Regions from separate parts of the Triticum aestivum genome. Here region 2 is linked to region 1. Evidence: chromatin contacts called from public Hi-C data. All regions are on one chromosome and are shown on one strand. The core of a region is the stretch at or near the end of the contact, and the rest is flanking DNA. Distances in the headings are between cores, read along the strand shown. Region 1 has its middle 5.7 kb from the start of LOC123181441. Region 2 holds the start of LOC123181443 (3-hydroxyisobutyryl-CoA hydrolase 1).

Region 1 (7,159 bases), core at 2,070-4,569:
CGATCGATTAACATAGTATTGGATTTGCGTAGACGTTTCTCGTGAACACGTTTCTCAGGCTCGGTGTTTACTGACCTGTCCGCATCCAATGGATGTGGAGCCGGAACTACGCATCTTACTCTGAAAAAAGGACTACGCATTTTTTTTCCCATTGCGATGTAAAAAGAAACACAAGTTACACATGGTAGCTATCGCTGCTCGCCTACTATGGACATAGCGTGTGCTACGTACATGCAAGTTAGAGCATCTCCACCCGCGCCCCCAACAAGGCCTTCCAGGCGACTTCTCGGCCGCCGGCGCCAAAAAATCAGCCCAGTCGCGTCCTCATGGGCCCAATTTTCGCCGACTCGGGCCGAAATTGGCATCGGCGGACCCAACCCGAACCCGGCGTGCTGGGGGGCGCTCGGGGGCGCCGGGCGAATCGTTTTTGGCGCGAAAGAGCCGCGGGCCCTCCTTGCCAGCGACTCGTCTCGCTTCTCGCCGCTTCGTCGTCCTCATCGCCTCGTTTCCCGCGGCGAATCAATGCCAAAGCTGCCGCGCCGGTCAGCCTCCGCCATTGATGCCTCATGGGCGGCGCAGTGAAGGCGTGACGACGCGCGTCCCCGCGCATGCCACGCGTAGACGCCGCGGCCACGCGTGCTCGCGGCGCCTCCGCCTATATAAGCCGACCCCAGCGCGCCGGTGGCACGCACAGAGTCTCCACCGCCGATGCGCCCTCTCTCCCCTTCCTCCCTCTTCCCTCGCCGTCCCAGTTCAAAGAAATGGCCGAACGATTCCCAGGCGACGGCGCGGCGGCGAACGGCTTCGGCCGCTGCCACCTTCATGAGGACGAAGCTCGGCTCCTCTTCGAGGCCGAGTACCCGGTCCCGCCGGACATGCGAGTGCCCGGGGCGTGGAGAATCAGCGCCGGCGGGATCCCGGTGCCACCACCACCCACCGGGGCGGCGCGGCGTGCGAAGATCGCGCTTATCCGCGCCTCCCTGCCGTGGGCGGCGAGGAAGGGGCCGCGCTACGTCCCCGAAAGCCCGCCCTGGGAGCCGTACTTCCGCCGCCGTCACGCCGAGCAGCTCGAGACCATCAACGGCGTCGTGCCCTCTGGTAGGCTCAACTCCGAGGGGCAGCGCCGATGGTGGGGCGTGCCCGGCCGCACGCTGGAGGCCGTCCTCGAGTACATCGAGGGCGGCAACACGCCGAGGCTGGAGTACCCCGAGCCCCCGTCCTTCTCCCGCCGTCGTGGGAGCTCGTGGACGCCGAGGCGCATGGACCCCAGGGCGTCCTCCTCCTCGTCCGGTCGGTTGACCGGCTCTCCCTGCCTCCGCCCCGTCAAGCCGGAGCCCTAGGACACGCCTGTCAGCCGGCGCACCCGCAGCTCCGGTATCCGCATCGCCGACTCCACCCCCACCTCTGGCCGCCTCGTCCTCGTCGCGCCCAAACCGGAGCCCAGCCTCCCCCCGGAGTATGAGGAGCTAGAGGAGCTAGCCCGGCACGGCTTCTCCGACGAGGACGCCCTACGGTGGGCGCGCGACGACTACCTCCGCGACGAGATGGTCCGGCAGCGCCGGGCCCTGGAGGAGATCGCCGCCCGCAAGCGTGGACGCGAGGACGCCGCCGGACCGTCCAACCCGCCGCGCCAACCGGGGAAGGGTTGCAGCAGGGACAGCGGCCGCGGCGGAGGCGACGACGGCGACTACACGCGGTTCTACAGCCTCCTCGGCATGTAGAACGGCGACGAGCAGCGAGGCGAGGGAGACGGCGGGCCTAGTAGTGTGTTTTTTTCTTTTTTGTAAAATATTTTAAATATGTATGAACTCTCGCCGTGTTTGGTTGAATTTGGTTTGAACTTGCCGAGGTATGTATGAACTCGCTGAAAATGGTTGAATTTGCGCCATGTTTGTACCGCACTTTAATTTTCACAAAAATCCGTGGGCGCCGCGACTGGGTGGCATCACGCCCCCAGCGCGCGTTTTGCGTCGGTGCGTCCTAGGGAGCGATTTTTAGCGCCTCCTGAAGGGCTAACGACTGGAGATGCTCTTATATTGCATGTAGTACGTACTCGGAGAAAACAGCGGAGCCGCTTTTTTCCCTCGCCGGCTCAAGCTTTCCCGATCCATCAATCGATGTGCGTATATATGATCCATACAACGCAAAACAAAATCACCACGAGTAGAAAGGTCTAATCGCGCGGTGCATGTCATTGAATGAACGGAGAACGAGATTCTACGGGGATCGACGTGTCAACGAATTACTCGCTAGAGAGTCACCTTGGCACCTTTTCTCTCACTTTATCTGTTTACCATGCAACTTGCGGAGCATCTTTCGTCGCCGTCCATCCAAGTAGCTTTCCATGATTCTATCTTCTCGTAAATAAGCAGGAAATTACCCCGATTATACATGTACGTCCGGTAGTGCGTGCAGACACACATTATTTTTCCCACCGGAAAACTTGCGGCAAAAAGGAAAAAGATGGACATCCGATGCTTACTTGCACGCACACGACATGCCCTAAATTAGTAGGGATGGATTTTTACTTTCGGAACCGACGCGGACGACAGTTCCAAACTGTAGAGCCTATCTCTTCCAACCGCACACGATAGTACAGACCTATATGTACTAGTACCTCTTTAGTTTAAAAAAAATGTACAATACCTCTCCTTACAGCCACTGACGAGTTGGACCTGTGAAGCACTCGGACCCCCGGGTCAGTGAAACGTCCAGTGAATGGCTGGGTGCGTGAGGTAAACGGTAGGGGTAGGGGACAGGGTGGGGGATGGGCTCAGACGTGTTTCACAAGGTATTCCGAGGCGCAGATTGCGCCCAGTATAGCTATCCTGACACGTGGTCGGCCCTGATGCCACCATACAGTACTGTGTTTGCGACACGTCCAACGTAGTGCTCCGTGCACGGAAAGGGTGCACCCCCGTCACATGTGATTCCACTGAGATTGCATGCGTTTGGAAATGGAAAAGATTTCTATCATTTTATGTAGCAGCTAGCAGGTATTTCATGTTTGTGTTTCATTATTTTTCAGCGGGTTTTGTACTGGTGTTTTTTTTAGGGTTAGGTTTTGTACTGGTGGTTTGATCGATAGACCTAGGTCTTTTTCCGAAAAGAAAAAAAAATCTCTGACCTAGCATAAAGACTCGTATCGGTGGCACGGCTTGCATGGGTGCGTGCAGGCAGTATTTGATGCCCGAGCCATGTGGAAGCGGGTGGACGGGCGCGTTGCTCTACGGATGACGCGTGGGCCTCGCTCCTGCTCCACTTGTCCTCCTCCCGCCTGCGCCGCCGCATGCACCGTCCGAGACAAGCAGCACGAACCGCTTCGCGCGACGGCCCGGGAGCGCGCGCCGGATGCGTGGCCCGCCCGACCGCCTTCCAGAAGGTCTCCGCCGTCCGGCCCGGCGCCCCACGGAACGCGGCGCGCGCCTGGTCCGCTGCGCCGGCCAGCAGGACGGGCCAACGGCCGCCCCCCACGTGGCACGCGCTTGCATGCGGTCGATCTTTTCCCTCGTCGCGGCGGGCGCGGGGGCGGGAGACATGCATGCAGTGCATGCGTCGACGTGCTCGATGGAGTAGTACGATGGAGCGATGGAGTAGAGGGGCAGCCATCATTGTGGCTTTACAGGCGCGTACCTGATTTTCCTATTAGTACGGAAGAAGCCTAACTAGCAGTGTAGATTTCGAAAACGATGTTCGGAAATTCTACCGGGATCGAGCATATTATGTGTCTGGTTTTTAATTCGGATCCTGCATGTCCTGGAAAGCCCTAGCAACATCGAGCCACCGGCCCTAGCGCACCGTCAAACGTCGAAAATCAAGCGAATCCATGACATTCGGTTCATCGGTTGTTTAGTGAACGGGCAGAGGTTTTATATTGCAGCAAAGGGCGGCTTGTGCCGAGAAAAAACAAATCAAATGTCTAACAGGTCAGCAAGAGCAGAGGATACAATGCACACATGCGTAAACGCAGAGACCCCACATGGCTGCTCGTGATGGTGGCCGGCTGGCTAGTTGACTAAATAATGGAGCAGGACTACGTATGCGAAACTTAACCTCAAACCACTTTTGCCATTCTTACGGTAATATAAACCGGAGTATGATCCGATAGGTTAGATGGAGTCGTACACGTACCTGGTATAATCGATGTGATATTTGATTCGACCTGACTCTCCATCGACCGGCTATTAATCCTAGCAGTGATCCTGCATTAAACGGATGGGATTTAGCAGTCGTGGTGCGCATACGTACATACTGTACCGTACTAGCTTAGCTAGATCGAGCTATGCAGAGCAGCAGAGCCACAGGGTTCGGCAGCTGTCGCAGCTACCCCCGAGTGCATGCCTCTAGATGCAACGTAGGAGTATGTGGTGATCACTTGTCGCAAACTAAAAAACAAGTCCAGTATTAGTTACGAGAATATGTTTCCTTTTTAAAAAGTATAAATGGATTTTTTGCGGGGAAAGTATAAATGGATGTTACACACAAGTTATATCTTGTTGACCCTTTTCCCACTCAGAGGTGGTCATACAATTTACCAAAAGTTAGCTAAAGGTGTTAAGTGCAGTTAGGGCTGGAGCTATACTATATCTATCTAGATATGCTAAGTTGCGCTATAGCCGTAAACAATTTTATCACGATGCGCCGCCCGCGTGAGTCTGGCGGATTTCATCAAGTCTAGTACTTCCTTCGTCCGGAAATACTTGTCAGCGAAATGAATATGTAAATATATTTTAGTTTTAGATACATCCATTTTTATCTATTTATGCGATAAGTATTTTCGGACGGAGGGAGTAGGTACTGCTCCTACTCTAATTCCAGTAATGATCCTACTTATGAGCATCAAATCGGGCAGCACGTACGGGGTGCATGCAAACACGTCATAGCTTACCTGTACATGCAAACACGTCACGCGCGTCCCAAAATTCCGTCCCACGACCCACCCCGATGCGCGCATTCATTGCACACGCAAGCAGATAGCGCGGTGAGATTTGCAGAGAGACGACTCCAAAAGTCTCCAGTTAATCGATCGGGTGCGGGGTGCATGCATCTCTCCACACGCGCGCAGCCGGCACGTGACACGTCCCTGCTTTCCCTTGCGAAATTCATGTACGTCGAGTACATTACCAACGACCGTCACATTTGGGCCAGGATTGCGGATTACTATTGAGGGAAATTGCAAAAGAAAAACATCACTTTTGAGGCTTGTGTGTAATAAATTGCCCTAATAGAGCGTTTAAACCGTTTTCTAATGCAAAAAAGCGAAATAACTCATGAACAATATATTTTATGAACAGTCCGTAAAAGGGCAAAAAATAAAGCGAGAACTTAGAAGAGCGAAGGATGTTTTTCGTAAATTGTCTGCAAGTAATTATTGTATTTACTAACGACGAACAATGGCGATTGTTGCCCTGTCTTTCTTTAGCGATACATAAGTCGTTTGATTGAAAAGGCAAATTGAGCCTAAGTTTTTTCATACTCTGGTAGGGTTGATAGAAAACCCGACCGCACCTCCCACACTAAATGACCTGAGCCATCGGAACTGGGAATTCCCACCCGGAATCAATGATTACTTCCTTTGGTGATCCAAAAATGAAGCAGAAAGAATTCTCGCCTTTTTTCCACAGAGGTGACCTTGAGTTATTGAACCCACGAGAGCTAAAGTCTCAAACAAGCTTTTGCTAGAGAATTAATTCCAGCTTTTGACCAGATCGTAAATCAAGCTGACACTGAAAACACTTATAATAAAAATAAGTATGGGTATGAGGTTTTATGCTTACAACCATATATTTGTATCGGGATCAGAAATGATATTGATTTGTGCTCTGGAAGTCATCCATCAAGATGTGCTTGTTACGTATCGAAGTAGGGGATGTGTCCAAATTATGTCTTGACCGGTACACGTCCACCACTCCGACCTGCTTCATCATGTCGGCTGACGTGAGGGCTCCGACGTCACCTCACCGACTTGCCCCGCCTCCTCGGCTGGCTCAAAGACTTCGCCATCGCTTCACGATCCGCTTCGTCACGTCGGCTGACGTGGGGGCTCCGATGTCACCTCACTGACTTGCCTCGCCTCCTCGGATGGTTCGGAGACTTCGCCACCGCTTCACGACCTGCTCCGGGTGCTCCAACGTCACCCCATCGACATGCTTCGTCACGCCGGCTGGATCGGGGTTGCGCCTCGCCACATCGACCGTACTATATATGACAATGCTTCCGAGCTCCTTGCTCTGCCACATCGGGACCGGCTTGGGGGTTGGGACCTCGTCCCGCCGCGAGCCCGGACAATGTCATCCACACCGGGAGCATAAACCATCTAAGTCGCTTTTATGCTTAATTATTTTTTCAAAATTTATCTATTTTTGGTTCGGTCAGATATTATATGTGTGTTGAATAAACCTGTCGGATTATTAGTGCCAACATATCTTTTGCACTATCTTGTGTACGCAGATGTTCAGTGATGTCGGTGTGCAATCCTGTTCATACTATTGCCACCGTCCCAGGGCAATCCAAGTTGCTACCGCTACCACGACTATCTACAAGATGGTCTGGCCGGTTTCTCATCCACGGTTCAATAGACATCGCATTGCTATCCGGCCTGCCATGTGAATTGGGACTTCGTCACGCCGTCACCATCACGCCGATGACATTAAAGTGGGATTATTAACATAGTTAAACAACATGATATATCGTCAAAAAGTACGGTAAAGAATCACTCCATTGTTCATATTTTTATTAGATCAAAGTGGGACGAGATAGCAGAGCTATGACCAGGCATACCTCTAAGTTTGCTTTTCTAATCTTGATTCGTAGGGCAGCCCCATAAATGAAATAGAATAATTACCTCATGACATTTATCGTTCTAAGCTTAATTCATAGAGTCACCCCAATGTCACTATGGCCATCTCCGGAAATTATACTAGTCATGTATCATGATTTCAGTGATTCCCAAAATATTCAATCTAACATAAAGAAACTCGTAGCAATAGAAAAGTGCAATTCACCTCAAAGATAATATGAGAGGATACTTCACATAATTCAACTCCTTAACAAAGGCCATGATCACGATCATCACCGGAAACTTACATGATCAAGGGAGAGAGAGAGCGAGATATAACACATTATTACTACTACATACCCTCAATCCCATGGGTCTACT
Region 2 (7,159 bases), core at 1,905-4,404, 210 kb after region 1:
ATTAATATCATTGACGCCTTAAGTAATTAGTACCATTATTTATAGATTGGGCGACTTCAGCAACATCACCTCCAGCACAAAATGCTCTTCCTTTCCCCTGAGCAAAAATGAGGATTGAATCCCATCACAGACATGGGTTACAGGGTAAGTTAAAGTAGGAAGGAACATACAGAGACAACTATACCAATCTAAGAGAACTAACATAATGATAGCATGAAATGAAAAACAAAATGAGGTCAAACAACAATATCAAGATAAAAATAACACCCAGAATATTAAATGTGAAATTGTTACAACAAGCCAATAATTCATACACTTCAAATCAGAAAGGAGTACGAATGACAAAAAACGAGTGCAATGCTCAGCAACAAATATCACGGAACACCATAATTGTGTTTTCCCTAAAATCAAGCAACTAAAAACAGAAAGGAGTAATATGCTCCAAACCAGACTAAGTACAGAAAACGTTACTGCACGATTTCGGGAACATTGATTGGGTAACTGATGTCCACGGTTACTGCTTTGTTGCTCAGTAATTTCTATTTCCAGTTACGTGTTAATACACAGCATCAAATATTCGAAGGGTGACCCAGATTACAGGACCAGAAAACAAGACACACACAGGCTATACTTAAGCAGTCGGTCAAATATTAGACTACAAAAGGCATGCAGTGCTATCAATTGACACACATAGGCTATACTTAAGAAGTCAGTCAAATATTAAACGACAAAAAGCATGCAGTGCTATTTAATATTTATTACCTTGACAATCAACAGTTTAACTGTGTTTTCTTCCTCATAAGAAGTGAAACATTTCAGAAGTCCTGTAACCTGGAAGATGAAACCAAAAGATCTCTCCTCAGCCATACTGAAAGCAGTTGTGGCTACTGTTGCCGTATGATCCAGTACTAGTAGAACTCTTCTTGAATCTCTCTTGCAGACATACCATTGCAGAGGAGAGAGCATTTAACTGCTTTGGCCTATTCAAAACCAATGTCCGTGTAGAGCCATTTGCTTCCACCAGTACCTGGAAAAGGAGGGCGAAGAAAAGGCTCGTTATTTTCTGGAGAATTGAATCGGAGGAACTTACAGATGAAACTTATCAGGAAAAGGATACAGATCCGAAAGAAGGGAATACATCTGACAATAGGATTAATTATTATAAGGAACAACACAGCATAGTTTGGCCGCAAAAACATTTGAAACCTATATTGAGAATTCTAGAACCATACAACCTGAAGGATGATACAAGAACAGAGCCAAACCCACTCATGGTTGCTATAAAATAGCTTGGTGATAATGAAATAAGGTGCAGTTTGCACTCTCAATTCTGACCAAGCATTCACTAGACAAGAAAAACAACATCTCTTGAACTTTTTTACTTAAATACAGACCAGGAACACCAAAATAGTCAAACTAAAAAGTAGCGCTATTATTAAATTCGGGCAATTTATTATAGTCTTCCCCGCACGATCTGTAATCAATCTATCTAACGAGCCATTTCTCTGGTTATCTCTACACACTAGACGTTAGTCAAGCGAAAGGGGAAAACACACTCCGATAGGAATCCGCCAGACTGCAGCTACAACAAACGACCATGGTTAGCCTAATCTAACATTTGAACTGAAGCTAAGTTACCCGGCCGGGCACAGACGAGTAAAGCAAGATGACCTGCATGCAATGGAATGGAGTGGCAGCTGTAAGAGCAAGTACAGCAGTTTCCCTAAAATTTCTCCCCGTATATTTTGTAACCGGGAACTCCCCTAAAATTTGTTAAACTCCAGAAGCTCCCCTAAAACATCTCCCATATATTCCATTCATCTATATTTTAATAATATCCTATCCTATAAGGCTATAACTACCATTGTAAACCTTTGTAATTCGAACAGCTGGTTTTCCCATATGGCCATACCACATGATACAGCCGAGCATCCATACAACATGTAATTCATAATTCAAATGATTTAGAGACATAGCAGCAGCAGCACATTAATGAAAATAGCAGCATCAAGCGTCTCTCTCTGTATATGCATTAGCAGCAGCAGCCCATCAATAGATATAGCAGCAGCGGACCACAAAAATTTATCTTCTACTCCCTCTGATTTCTCAGCGGCATACACATAGCAGCAGCATCGCCTAAGTCTCTCTCAGAGGCTAATTGGTTTGATGCCAAGATTTGGCATTGCCAATACTTGGCAAGCTAACAATTGGCTATATCAAAAGTTGCCAAAAATTGGCAACTTCTTGTGAGGTTGGCAAATAAAATTGATAACCAACCAAACACTAGCCAATATTTGGCATTTGCCAAATGTTGGCATGCCAATTTTTGGCATCAAACCATCATGCTCTCAATTTCTCTCCTCTAATCTCTCTGATAGCAGTAGGTAGTCCAGCGACTCCTTCCCCACCTCACTCTTCTTCATCCAGCCGCTTAGTGCCCCGTCATCGTGGCCACAGCCCACCGCCCAGCACAGTGCCCGCCGGGCCAAACGGATCTTCTTCCTTTGTCCCGGCGAGCCGCAACTGCTCGACCCCGTTTCTACTTCCTTTATCCCGCACGGCCTCATGTCGCTGCCCGCTCCCACCCCGTGCCTAGCCCCCGCGGCCGCGCATCCCCCGCCTCCCAGCGCCGGGGCTCCTCGCTGCCTCCCCATCCGCGTTTCTTCGGCCCTCACCGCACCACCCCGTGGATCCACCGACTGGGCGGTGCCATCTGCGTCTGTGTGTGTGTGTCTCCCCCAGATCAAGCTTACTCTGTTTTGCTCGATCTGAGACAGGAAGGCGGAGTCGCGGTGGCGGGAGCGAGCTTTCCGCATCGTATGGGCATGTGCGACCGAACGGATTGGGAACTGGGCGGCGAGAGGAGTAGTGGGAAGGAGGAGGAGGCGACGGACCTGATCGGAATCGCCGCTCGCCGGCGAGGCCATGTCGTCAGCTGCTGGAGCGAAGCGCCTGGAGCAGTGGAGCCTTTCGAGTTGGACTCGATGAGGAGACCCGAAGCCAAGCCGCGGCCAGGGGAAGGAGGAATGCACACCATCACATTACGGTTGGGTTGCCAGTTCCGTAACGAAAGAAAGACTACTTCCACTGACTAGTGGACCAGCCATCCATACCAACAAGGCAACAGCTAGAGATGTTATGAAACTGGCGAGCCAACAATCCATACTGACTCGCCATACGACAGGCTGCGGCGGCCAGGGGAAGTAGAAGGGCACACATCATTGGAATTTGGAAAATGCATTGCAGCTCTCATGTGCCACACATCCCTATATGGGCATAGCATTAAAAGAATATCAGAAATTTTAAAAAATTCTGAAATTTTGTGATATCGAACCTGGGTGCCCGTTGTACATCCATATTCAGTTTCATGGGAAATGGGTGTCCGTGATATCCGTGGCAAAGGAAATATGGTTCGACATACGGTCTATCTAATTTTTTTTCCTATACATAGGAATTTTTAAACATTTAAACAAGAATTACCACGGGCATCCACTCCCCACGAAACTGAACACGTACAAGGGGCACCCAAATTTGATATTTCAAATTTCAGATTTTTTGAAGCCAAGCCGCGGCCAGGGGAAGGAGGAATGCACACCATCACACTACGGTTGGGTTGCCAGTTCCGTGACGGAAGAAAGACTACTTCCACTGTTTGATGGGCCAGCTATCCATACCAACAAGGCAAACAGCGAACTAGAGATGTTACGGAACTGGCGGGCCACCAATCCATCCATACTGACTGGTCGTGGCGGTCAGGGGAAGGTGGAGTGCACACCATGGCACTATCTTAGCAAAACAATGTTAGCGACCACTTCAAGAGTCAGGCTCTTTGTGTGCACATGTTTTGAGTGTTAAGTACTATGTAGATGGTCGGAACCCGCAAGGGCAAGCAGGTGCTGGGGCACACACCTGTCAAACCTTGCCCGGCCACTCGATTGCCACGCGATTCGCAAAGTAGTTGAATCCCGCACGAGAGCATAGTAAGTTTTCAATTTCGATTATTGAAACTTAGGATTTTTCAACCAAAATTTATGATTTTCTCGCTCACTCTTACCAAGTTTTATAGGTAAAATTTTAAGATATTCTTTTGTCAGTTCGTTGCTATGAAGCCTAGCAAGGCAGTGTTGCTCGTGGAAGGACATGTTCCTTGCTATGAAAGTTTAGCGAATTGACATATCCCTTGTATGCCTCAATGCCCGGTCTTGCTTATGCCTTGTATGTGAACGTAGAGCTTATTACACCAGATCATCACGTGGTGTCTCGGCACGATGAACTGTAGCAACGGTGCATACTCAGGGAGAACACTTATACCTTGAAATTTAGTGAGGGATCATCTTATAATGCTACCGCCGTACTAAGCAAAATAAGATGCACAAAGGATAAACATCACATGCAATCAAAATATGTGACATGATATGGTCATCATCATCTTGTGCCTTTGATCTCCATCTCCAAAGCACCGTCATGATCTCCATCGTCACCGGCTTGACACCTTGATCTTCATCGTAGCGTCGTTGTCGTCTCGCCAACTATTACTTCTACGACTATCGCTACCGCTTAGTGATAAAGTAAAGCAATTACATGACGATTGCATTTCATACAATAAAGCGACAACCATAAGGCTCCTGCCAGTTGCCGATAACTTTTATAAAACATGATCATCTCATACAACAATTTATATCTCATCACGTCTTGACCATATCACATCACAACATGCCCTGCAAAAACAAGTTAGACATCCTCTACTTTGTTGTTGCAAGTTTTATGTGGCTGCTACGGGCTTCTAGCAAGAACCGTTCTTACCTACGCATCAAAACCACAACGATTTTTCGTCAAGTGTGTTGTTTTAACCTTCAACAAGGACCGGCCATAGTCAAACTCGATTCAACTAAAGTTGGAGAAACATACACCCGCCAGCCACCTGTGTGCGAAGCACGTCGGAGTTAAACACAGGGTTTAGGGTTTTGCGTGTGTGGTTGACATCCAGCCTCACGTCTCAATATATGGATGATCACAATTACAATTACATACGTATACGAATACGTGTACAAGGACAATACACTAGACCCTACTTTACATGCCCCCTCAATCTGAACTACATACAAGATTTAGATTGGTTCTAAAACGGTCTAGCATCTGTCTAGTAGCGGGTTTAGTAAATACAACTGCTAACTGATCATCTGTAGAAATAAACCCGACTTCCAGTTCGCAAGCAGCTACTCGTTCCCTCACAAAATGGAAATCAATCTCAATGTGTTTGGTCCGAGCATGAAACACTGGATTCGCCGTCAGGTAAGTTGCCCCTAAGTTATCACACCACAATATAGGAGTGCGCTGCCGGGGGACTCCAAGTTCTGTGAGAACTGAGTCTATCCAAATGGCTTCAGCTGCGCCATTGGCCAATGCCTTATACTCTGCCTCGGTGCTTGATCTTGAGACTGTGGGTTGCTTCTTCGAGCTCCAAGATACAAGGTTAGGTCCAACAAATATAGCAAAACCACCAGTGGAGCGCCTATCATCAACACAGCCTGCCCAGTCTGCATCGGTGAATATAATCACTCCAGTAAATCTGGACTTACGAATCCGTAGTCCCATGTCTAGCGTACCTTTGACATATCTCAGAATACGCTTGACTGCTTCCCGATGATCCTTCGTTGGCTGAGACAGGAACTGACACACTTTGTTCACTGCGAAGGAGATATCAGGACGAGTGAGGGTCAAATACTGAAGTGCTCCAACCACACTGCAATACCGAAAAGAATCATCTCTACCCAGTAGTGCACCCCTATGACGTGAGAGACTCTCGGAAGTAGCAAGCGGAGTGGAACTGGCCTTGCAGTTCTCCATGTTGACGCGATGAAGAAGATCCAAAGCATACTTTTTCTGCGTCAAGGTCATGCCCCCTGAATGAAATGACGCTTCCAAACCAAGAAAGTACTCGAGGCGACCCAAATCTTTGATGGAAAGCTAGCAGACAACGACTGCACAAGACGATCCACCACCGCGGGGTTAAAGCCAGCAATCACAATATCATCAACGTACACTAGCATGTATATCTGTATTTTACCCTGGGAGAAGATGAACAGAGATGCATCTGATCTGGAGGCAACAAAACCGAGCTGCGAAAGGCGCTGACTCAAACGAGCATACCAGGCACGAGGCGACTGCTTTAGACCATAAATAGACCGCTGAAGTTTGCAGACATGAGAGGGATAAGTGGCATCCTTGAACCCAGGTGGCTGCTGCATGTACACATCTTCGTCCAAGAACCCATGTAAAAAGGCATTGCTCACATCAATCTGTCGGAAGCTCCAACCACGAGACACATGTAACGCCCCAAGACCGACGCTCCAGGTGCCTTCCTTGTTTTGCGAGTCAGCTGTGATATTTATTTGTTTGTTGCATCTCATCTCATAGCATCATGCACATTGCATCTACATGTTTTCATAAAGCTTGCATCTGTTCGTAGTTGCCGCGTTGCCCCTTGCCTTCGTTGACCGTTCCGAGACCAACCAGATTTTGTTTCCCTCTTGCCTGGCTTCCAAACCTCTCTGCACATCCCGCAAATCCCTCGCGCGCGTCCAAAAACCTTGCCCGAACCCGACCCGGACAGTCATTGCTGTTGGGCACGGATCATCTTCAAACGTCCCTAAAAATATCTCCCGTCCTTTGTTTGCACTTCCTAACCTATTTTCCCGGAGCTGTTTGATCGTGATCGGATGGACCAGATTATCCCCTAACTAAAAACCCACCTACTATATAATCAGTGTAAACCTACCTAACCCTAGAACCTAGCCGTCCCATCCATCCATTCCTCCCCGCCGCCATTTTCCTCCACCCGGTCTCCATCTTCATCGGGATCTCCTCCCGATCCAAAATCCTCTCTGACCCCCTCCCTGTTTTTCAGCGCCGCCCAAATCGCAGCAGCCAACCACCATCCTTGCCCGAGCCACAGCGAGCCTCCAAGGCACCAGCCTCCCGTCTTCGTCCTTCGCCCCCCGAGCTCCTCTTCTCGCGCACAAGCTCCGTGACCCCGACGGCCACTTCGCCCGCCTCGGCGCCGGCCGACCGAACCAGCAGATGAGCCCCGCGTCGCTCCTTCCTTCCCCTCCCCCGATTTCTAGTCCCTCCTCTCACATCTCTCTCTTTGAACCAGGAC

What was found. Hi-C and Micro-C count contacts between places; a contact is called where the count stands out from the background.
Region 2: a Hi-C map of leaf shows a contact between it and region 1, with 2.7 times the contacts expected there. The contact joins the promoter of LOC123181443 here to the enhancer-like site in region 1. A contact is called at or near these places in 2 of 5 Hi-C or Micro-C datasets (both in leaf).

The regions. Positions count from the first base shown.
Region 1 is chr1D:274,828,877-274,836,035 of IWGSC CS RefSeq v2.1, forward strand. No RefSeq gene overlaps it. Among protein-coding and RNA genes, the nearest start is that of LOC123181441, 5.7 kb to the left of the region's middle. Within about 2 kb of position 3,320, at least 6 of the 8 cell types and tissues checked have an H3K27ac peak or open chromatin away from gene starts, as enhancers often do. A contact at or near this core is called in leaf, where this site is marked.
Region 2 is chr1D:275,042,495-275,049,653 of IWGSC CS RefSeq v2.1, forward strand. LOC123181443 (3-hydroxyisobutyryl-CoA hydrolase 1) reads right to left here and starts at 3,155. Exons shown (of 14, transcript XM_044593701.1): 1 at 2,895-3,155; 2 at 947-1,027; 3 at 763-831; 4 at 34-97. The coding sequence starts at 2,927.